Linked DNA regions of Mus musculus: region 1 is linked to region 2. A link is a contact called in public capture Hi-C data. All regions are on one chromosome and are shown on one strand. Each heading gives the region's core, a stretch centred on a gene start, on an enhancer-like site or on the middle of the called end of the contact. The rest is flanking DNA. Distances are from core to core; before and after follow the strand shown.

Region 1 (3,465 bases), core at 693-3,192, 340 kb after region 2:
ATGTGTTGACCATGCCCATAGAAATAGTGGGGAATGTAACAGGCCTGCCGGAACTTAGTAGGTCACTAGCTCTTAGCACAACTGACACTATGATGGAAGTAGCACTCAGGTCTTGGAATCCAGCATGTTGACAGCATTGTCTCCCAAAATGTGAACCAAAACCTAATCCATCAAAGCCCATAGTTCAGGAAAAGTGTCTACTTGTACTAATATTGTTTTTTGGCTTTGTAGTTTATAGTTTGCTTCTGGCTAATTGTTCTTTCTGAATGAGGTGTGTTAACCAAGTATGTGGTTTTGTGCTCAAAAGCTCACCCTGGGAAAGATGGGACTACTCTGGGGTCCTGAACAGGCAGTTTAATTGCCAGGTGGCTAATAAGGCTTCTTTATTGGCTTAAACCTATATGTGAGTGTTCTTCTCTGGTGAGTAGCTCACAACAGCTGAGCAAGGAGATAGAAAGAAATAATCAAGCTCAGTGCTGAAATCAATGAAACAGAAACAAGCAAACCAATGAACAACAACAACAACAACAACAACAACAACAACAACAACAACAAAACCATTCAAAGAATCAATGAAACAAATAGTTGGTTCCTTGGGAAAATCAATAAGATTTATGAGTCCTTAGCCAAATTAACTAAAAGACACCAGAGAAGATGTAAATTAACAAAATTAGAGACAAAATGGGTATATAACAAGAGACAAGGAAGAAATCCAGGACTAATAAGGACATACTTTAAAAATCTGTAGTATACCTTATTGGAAAACTTAAAAGACACACATAAATTTGTTGACACATTTCACTTAGCAAAGTCAAGTCAAGATCAGACAGGCATTTAAACAGAACTATAATACCTAGTGAAAAGAAGCAGTAATTAAATGTCTACCCACCATAAAATATCCATGGCCAGATTGATTTAGAACTTTTAAAGAAGAGTTAATGCCAATACTCCTCAAATTATTCCATAAAATATAAACAGTAGAAACATATAATTTTTTTCGAACAAGGCCACAATTATCCTCATACACCTAACACACAACAAAGAAAGACTATTACTGACAAATTTCCCTTATGAACATAGCAAAAGTTCTCAAACTGAATTGTAAGAAAAATAAAAAAGACCATCAACCATGGTCAAGTAAGTATCATATCAGAGATATAGGGATGATTTAAGATGTATAAATCTAATCAATGTTATCTATCAGATAAACAGACTAAAAAGGACAAAACTATGTGATCATCTCATTAGATGAAAAAATACATTTGGAAAAAAATTCAACATCCATTCATGATGAATGTCAACATAAGAAAGGAAAGTTATCCACCCTCTCTATATCTTGAAGGCTTAGCTAGAGCAATAAGACAACAGAAGGAGATCACAAGTATACAAATAGGAGAGAAAGAAGTCAAAATACCTTCATTTGCAGAAGACATGATAGTATATATAAGTGAGTCTCAAAATTCTGTGGGAAAGGTCCTACAGATGATTAAACACTTAGAAGATGGAGAGATCTCCCATGCTCATGGGTCAGTAGGATTAATATAGTAAAAATGACCATTGTACCTAAAGCAATCTACAGATTCCATGCAATCTCTATTAAAAGTCCAACACAACTCTTCATAGTTCTTGAAAGGACAATCTTCAGTTTCATATTGACACATAAAAAAATAAATGATAGTTCAACAATAATGAACAATAAAAGAATTGGAGAAGGTTGTTGTATGCTGGCCTGTGACCTACTTGAACTGAGTACACCAGAGAGGCAGGCTAGGGCTGAAAGAGACTTAGAAGGCGAGAGATTAATGGAGACCAAGACATGATTCCGTTCAAGGTCCTCCAGTTTACTAAGAGAGTCTACTTATAAAAGGGGAAGGCCCATCCCCCACCAGTCCATTCTTGGTGTCTGGAGCCAGCCTGTAGGAGATGTGCAGAATAGGATGTTCCTCCAAAATGTCTCAGGGGCTTCTCAGCAGGTAGTAGTGTCTTGGAGAGAGCAGTGGCAGGTGACAGAACAAAAGAGCCATCTAGGTCGGAAGGCTCCACCCTAAGTAATCTCCTTCTCAGTGGCAGCAAGGTCAGAGTCTGGATCAGCCTGCTTCAGGACTGAGGGAGGCTACAGAAGGTATCACTATCTGTGATCTCAAATTATACTATAAATCTTTAGTGATACAATCAGCATGGTGTTGGCCACAAAACAAAAACCAAACCAGCTGATCATCAGACTCAAATTAATGACAGAGATATAAGTCTACATGCTCATGGATATCTGACATTTTAAAATGATTTATTTTTATGTGCATTGATGTTTTACCTGTATGTGTCTGTGTTTAAGTGTCTATCTCCTAGAACCAGAGTTAAAGATAAATGTGAGCTGCCATGTCGGTGCTGGGAATTGAATTGAGGTTCTCAGGAAGAGCAGCCAACACTCTTAGCAGCTGAGCCACTTCTCCAACTCCTGAACACTTGATGTTTGATAAAGAATCTATAAATACACACCAGAGAAAAGCCAGCATCTTCAACAAATGGTACTGGTGAAACTGACCTTTAAACTCTCTTCACTAGAAAAATGCAAATACATTCATATTTATCAGTCTGCACAAAACTTAGTTTTAAATGGATCAAAGACCCCAGCATAAAACCAGATACACTAACTTGATAAGAGGAAGAGTGAGGAATAGCCTTGAATTCATTGGCACAGCAAAAGACCTTCTGAACTGCGCATGCTTAGCACAGGCAGTAAGATAAATATAAATAAATGACACCCTATAAAACTGAGAATCCTCTGCACATTGTCTGTCATTTAGACAAAGTGGCAGAGTACAGAAGGGAAGTTTTGTGGGTTTTTTTTTTTTGCCATCTGTGTTTGTGATAGAGTGTTAATAATTAAAATACATAAATAACTTGAAAAATTCTTAAAGGAAAATTACAAATGTCTGAGAAACAAAAATATGGTCAATATTCTTATTTATCAGTGAAATGCAAATCAAAACCACATTAAGATTTCATTTTACAGCAGTCAAAATGGCCAAAATAGATTTTAAAAACACCCCCAAAACAAAAACCCAACAGTTCGTGCTGGTGAGGATCCAAGGGGAGCACACATTATTGTTGAATGTGAACTTGTACAGCCACTATGGGAATCAGTGTGGTGGTTCCTCAGTACTCTAGTAATTGGTTTTTACCTTAATTCCCACCTATACTCATATATGGATATATTCAAATGTGCATATACTCAAGGACTACATTTTATAACAGAATACTTGCTCAACTATTTTCATTGGTGCTCTATTCATAATTGCCAGAAATCAGAAACAGCCTAGATGTTCATCAACAGAAAATGGATCAGTAAAATAAGGTACATTTACACAATTTAATATTACTCAGCTATTGAAAAAGAAAAATAATGCAATTGGCAAGTAATTGGATAGAGCTAAAAATGAACCATCCTGAATGAGGTAACCCTGA
Region 2 (3,499 bases), core at 466-2,965:
ACTTCTGGATATATGACCATAGGTATTGAAAGTAGAGTCTCTGTTATCTTCCCTCAAACATTTATCTTGAAATTGGATCCCATTGAGTAGTGAGAGGCAAAGAAGCTCCTATGAAGGAATCTACTAGTGATGTTTTGACAAATGAACATGCAAATAAACTGCCTTCAAACTATTTATTTTTATTTTTGTAGAAGAATCACCTTTCAACCTTGGCCAGACAAGTCTCTTTCAGAAATGGGTGTTGGTCAAAACTGGTGACCACATAAATGGTCCAAGTACTAAAAATAAGTAAGAGCCCTCAGTCTCAAACCCAACATCTATGTAATCAACACCCTGAGACCCCATTTCACTTCCTGTCTCTGCTGGTGTTGCAGATCTCTGCCCCAGGTCTGAGGCCCTTGTCCATGAAGATTTGGTAGCTTTCCAGAACAAAGACCTGCTATATCTCTTCTCTCTCGCTCCTTACAGCCCTTTATGCTCCTTCAACCTCAGCTCTGCCCTCTTTGTCCTCTTTTCCCTTCTCCCTCCCTGACTGTTCACAAACCGATCATCTGCTGCTTCTTCAGCTGTCCAGCAGCAGCTGCCTTGCTGTGTTCACAGCACGACTGCCTACACTCAGCGGTTCCTACCTCTGCTCGTCTGTTTCCTGTCCTGTCACCTCTGCTCTCCCTGCTGCTACTTCCCTAGTGTTACTTGCTCAGACTGAAGTGCTTAGAGAAGGCATGAGAAGACCACTCCATAGAAGCTTTTTGAGGAATGATGTTGCAATACCAGAGGAAGGGCACAGGAGGGCATCAGGGCATCTGGCAGACTTGGTCAGACAGAGCAACCTTCCTGAGAAGCTTGAGAAAAAGCCTTTGGACCAGCATGGCCACTGGTTTCTGACCAGTCACAGCAATTTGGATCATTCACAGCCTTGACTCTTGGGCCAATCTGAGACTTTGAAGTGTATGTTTTAGAAGCACAGGCTGGATTCCTAGTATCAGTCACAGAAGTGTTTTTGCTAGACCACAAGGGAGGTATTTCCCCTCTGTCCTAGGTGAAAATGGTTGCAGGATCATCTAGAGCTCAGAGATAGGGTCTAATCAAGCCCCCTCCCCCATCTCTTTCTCCCTTTTTCTCATTTTTACTTTGTACCCAAAGTAGATCTGGGGATGACTGATGCAATGTAGTACAGCAGGTCTCTAGCATTTACGGAGCCTGGTTGACTTTCTATATGTAATTACTTATTCTCCACCCTCCCTATTCCCTGGTGACCATTTCTCCTTTCCTTGATGTTCACAGGTGACTACTGCAGATGCTTCCTGTGTGTGGAATCAGGCAGCATTTGTTTTCTTTGAGTTGCTTACTTACTTAGTGTAGCTGTCCAGCAGCCAGAGGGAACTGAGAACACCTGAAAGAGAGGCTGGGAATGGAATAGGACAGGTGGGCAAGAGAAGAATGAAGTCAAGACAAAGTTTCTCTGAACATGGCTCAATGTTTAATTTTCAGTTGGTTTTATATAGGCAAAACCCAAAGCCCCATTGACTGGGTTCTGTTGCTTTGTTTCAGCTGGATTGAGTTGCAAAGTAAGCTCAATAGGCTCAAGGCTCTGTAGGAAATGCAAATGTGGCAAGGCCAGGCAGTGAGTCCAGCTGGGTTGTAAAACCTTCAGAGATTTGTTTAGCCTATTCAATGCTGGGGGAAGGGCACAATTTAGCATAAGGTTCTCCAAGTTCTCCTGTTTCCTGAACCATATATCTTCTTTCTAACAGCTGACTACCATTCCACTGGATGAATATACACTTAGCTGTTGGCAGGGATTTAAGCTGGCTACACATCATGTATGGTTATAAAAGTGGTCATGTGATCTCTTAAAGGCCTGAATTTTGATCATTTCAGATGATCAATTTCAGATTTCAGATAGAAGACAGATTACTGAATCAAGCTGCTGTCCCATTTAAGTTTCTGAAGAATATCCACTGTTTTCCAGAGGCTGCACTATTTCACATTCCCACAGACAATGTTCATCACATTCCCACAGACAATGTTCAGAGGCTCCAGTTTCTCCCATTTCTTTGTGATATTTGCCTTCTTCTGTTTGGCTGATAGGCAGGAAGTGATTTGCCATGAAGTTTGATTTACACTGACTTCATGTTTTGTATTCTGTTCCTTCTTTAAAATAATTTTGGCCGTCAGTGTGTTTTTCTTTTTCTGTAGTACCTATTGAAGTCCCTTATTCATTTTTTATTTGGTTATTAAATTTGTAAAAATTGTTGAATCTCCTTGTATATTTTGGACATATATGTAGCAGGGCAGGGACTTCTTCAGCTGGCAAAGAAAAGTCTAAGTCATTAATAGGATGCTGTCTGGTGCCCAGTTGCCCTCCAGAGCACACAGCCAAGTCCAGACCACACATAGTTCATGGCACCCAGATAGATAGAAATCCTGAACCTAGTCCTTTCAAGGAAATGTAACAGTTGGAATGAAATACATACCGAGCTACTGGTTTTCAAAGGAGGTGTCTACAACTGAATGACTCTGATGGGAGGACCAGTGGGCAAAAACTAGTAGCATCCAAATAATGCTTATTATTCTTGTTGAATTCTCGGCCCATGTGTCCCAGCCTCTCCTGCAGTCTAGCATGTAGGAGTCTGTGTCGAGAACTTAAGTGTTGGTGGCCCCAGCAGTTTGCCCTAGGATTCAGGTTTGAGATCTGTTAGTGACCACTGAGGAAGGCCACCTCCTTGTGCAGCCTCATACTGATCTTTCACAGGAAATGTGGAGGGTGACAGGGCAGAAGAATAGAGTCCAGATAAATCTACATGTGGACTGTGCAGCAGAGGGACCAGGCCCATGAAGCTCTGGGAAGTGTGTTTCCCTAGGTGAGCAGCAGGGGGCACTGGGCAGGAAGAGCCTTTGGGCTTCTGAGGGTGCAGTTCCTAGGAGTAAGAGCAGCCAAGTTGAGGTCAGGAGGATTCAAGCCTAGCAGAGAGCCTGAGTTTGGGTCAGGGAAGATCAGCATTTGCTTGTCCTAAAGCTCCCCATTCCTCCATTCCAGGTCAGTTCCTTCACAGGTTATCCAAACGCCATTAAAAAATAAGTAAATAAAAATAAAGCCTATTTTCATTTAATCTATTTGAAATTCAACTGCTAAGTCTAACATGGTTCTACTTAGTTTCATTTAGAAAATTAAATTGATTTCAAATAATTACATTTTAATTCAGCCTGAAATCAAGAGCATTCCTGGGGTTGACATATTTTGAAAATGACAAACTGTCTCATGTCTCCTACTGGTCTGCAGACATGAAACTGACTGGTCCTCGTCACGTGGTGTACAGGTCCATGGTGTTCTCTGAATCAGTTTTTAGTTTCAAAGCAGGGAAGGGTTACAGGAAATGTCCAGCCAAACAGATGCACATTTCCCACAGGCCACAGGCATAGAGCGTATACCACCTGCCCCACATGCTACCTAGGACCTGTTTTAGTCAAGGTTTCTATTCCTGCACAAACATCATGA

The links. Capture Hi-C pulls out chosen DNA fragments and counts their contacts.
Region 1: a contact with region 2 is called in a capture Hi-C map of embryonic stem cells, with 4 times the contacts expected there. The contact joins two enhancer-like sites. A contact is called at or near these places in 1 of 115 datasets of contacts at active chromatin or transcription factors (embryonic stem cells) and 1 of 9 other capture datasets (embryonic stem cells).

Annotation. Positions count from the first base shown.
Region 1 is chr6:129,073,404-129,076,868 of GRCm38.p6, forward strand. No RefSeq gene overlaps it. Among named protein-coding and RNA genes, the nearest start is that of Clec2e, 26 kb to the right of the region's middle. Within about 2 kb of position 1,943, at least 2 of the 459 cell types and tissues checked have an H3K27ac peak or open chromatin away from gene starts, as enhancers often do. A contact at or near this core is called in embryonic stem cells, where this site is marked.
Region 2 is chr6:128,733,451-128,736,949 of GRCm38.p6, forward strand. No RefSeq gene overlaps it. Among named protein-coding and RNA genes, the nearest start is that of Klrb1, 12 kb to the left of the region's middle. Within about 2 kb of position 1,716, at least 25 of the 459 cell types and tissues checked have an H3K27ac peak or open chromatin away from gene starts, as enhancers often do. A contact at or near this core is called in embryonic stem cells, where this site is marked.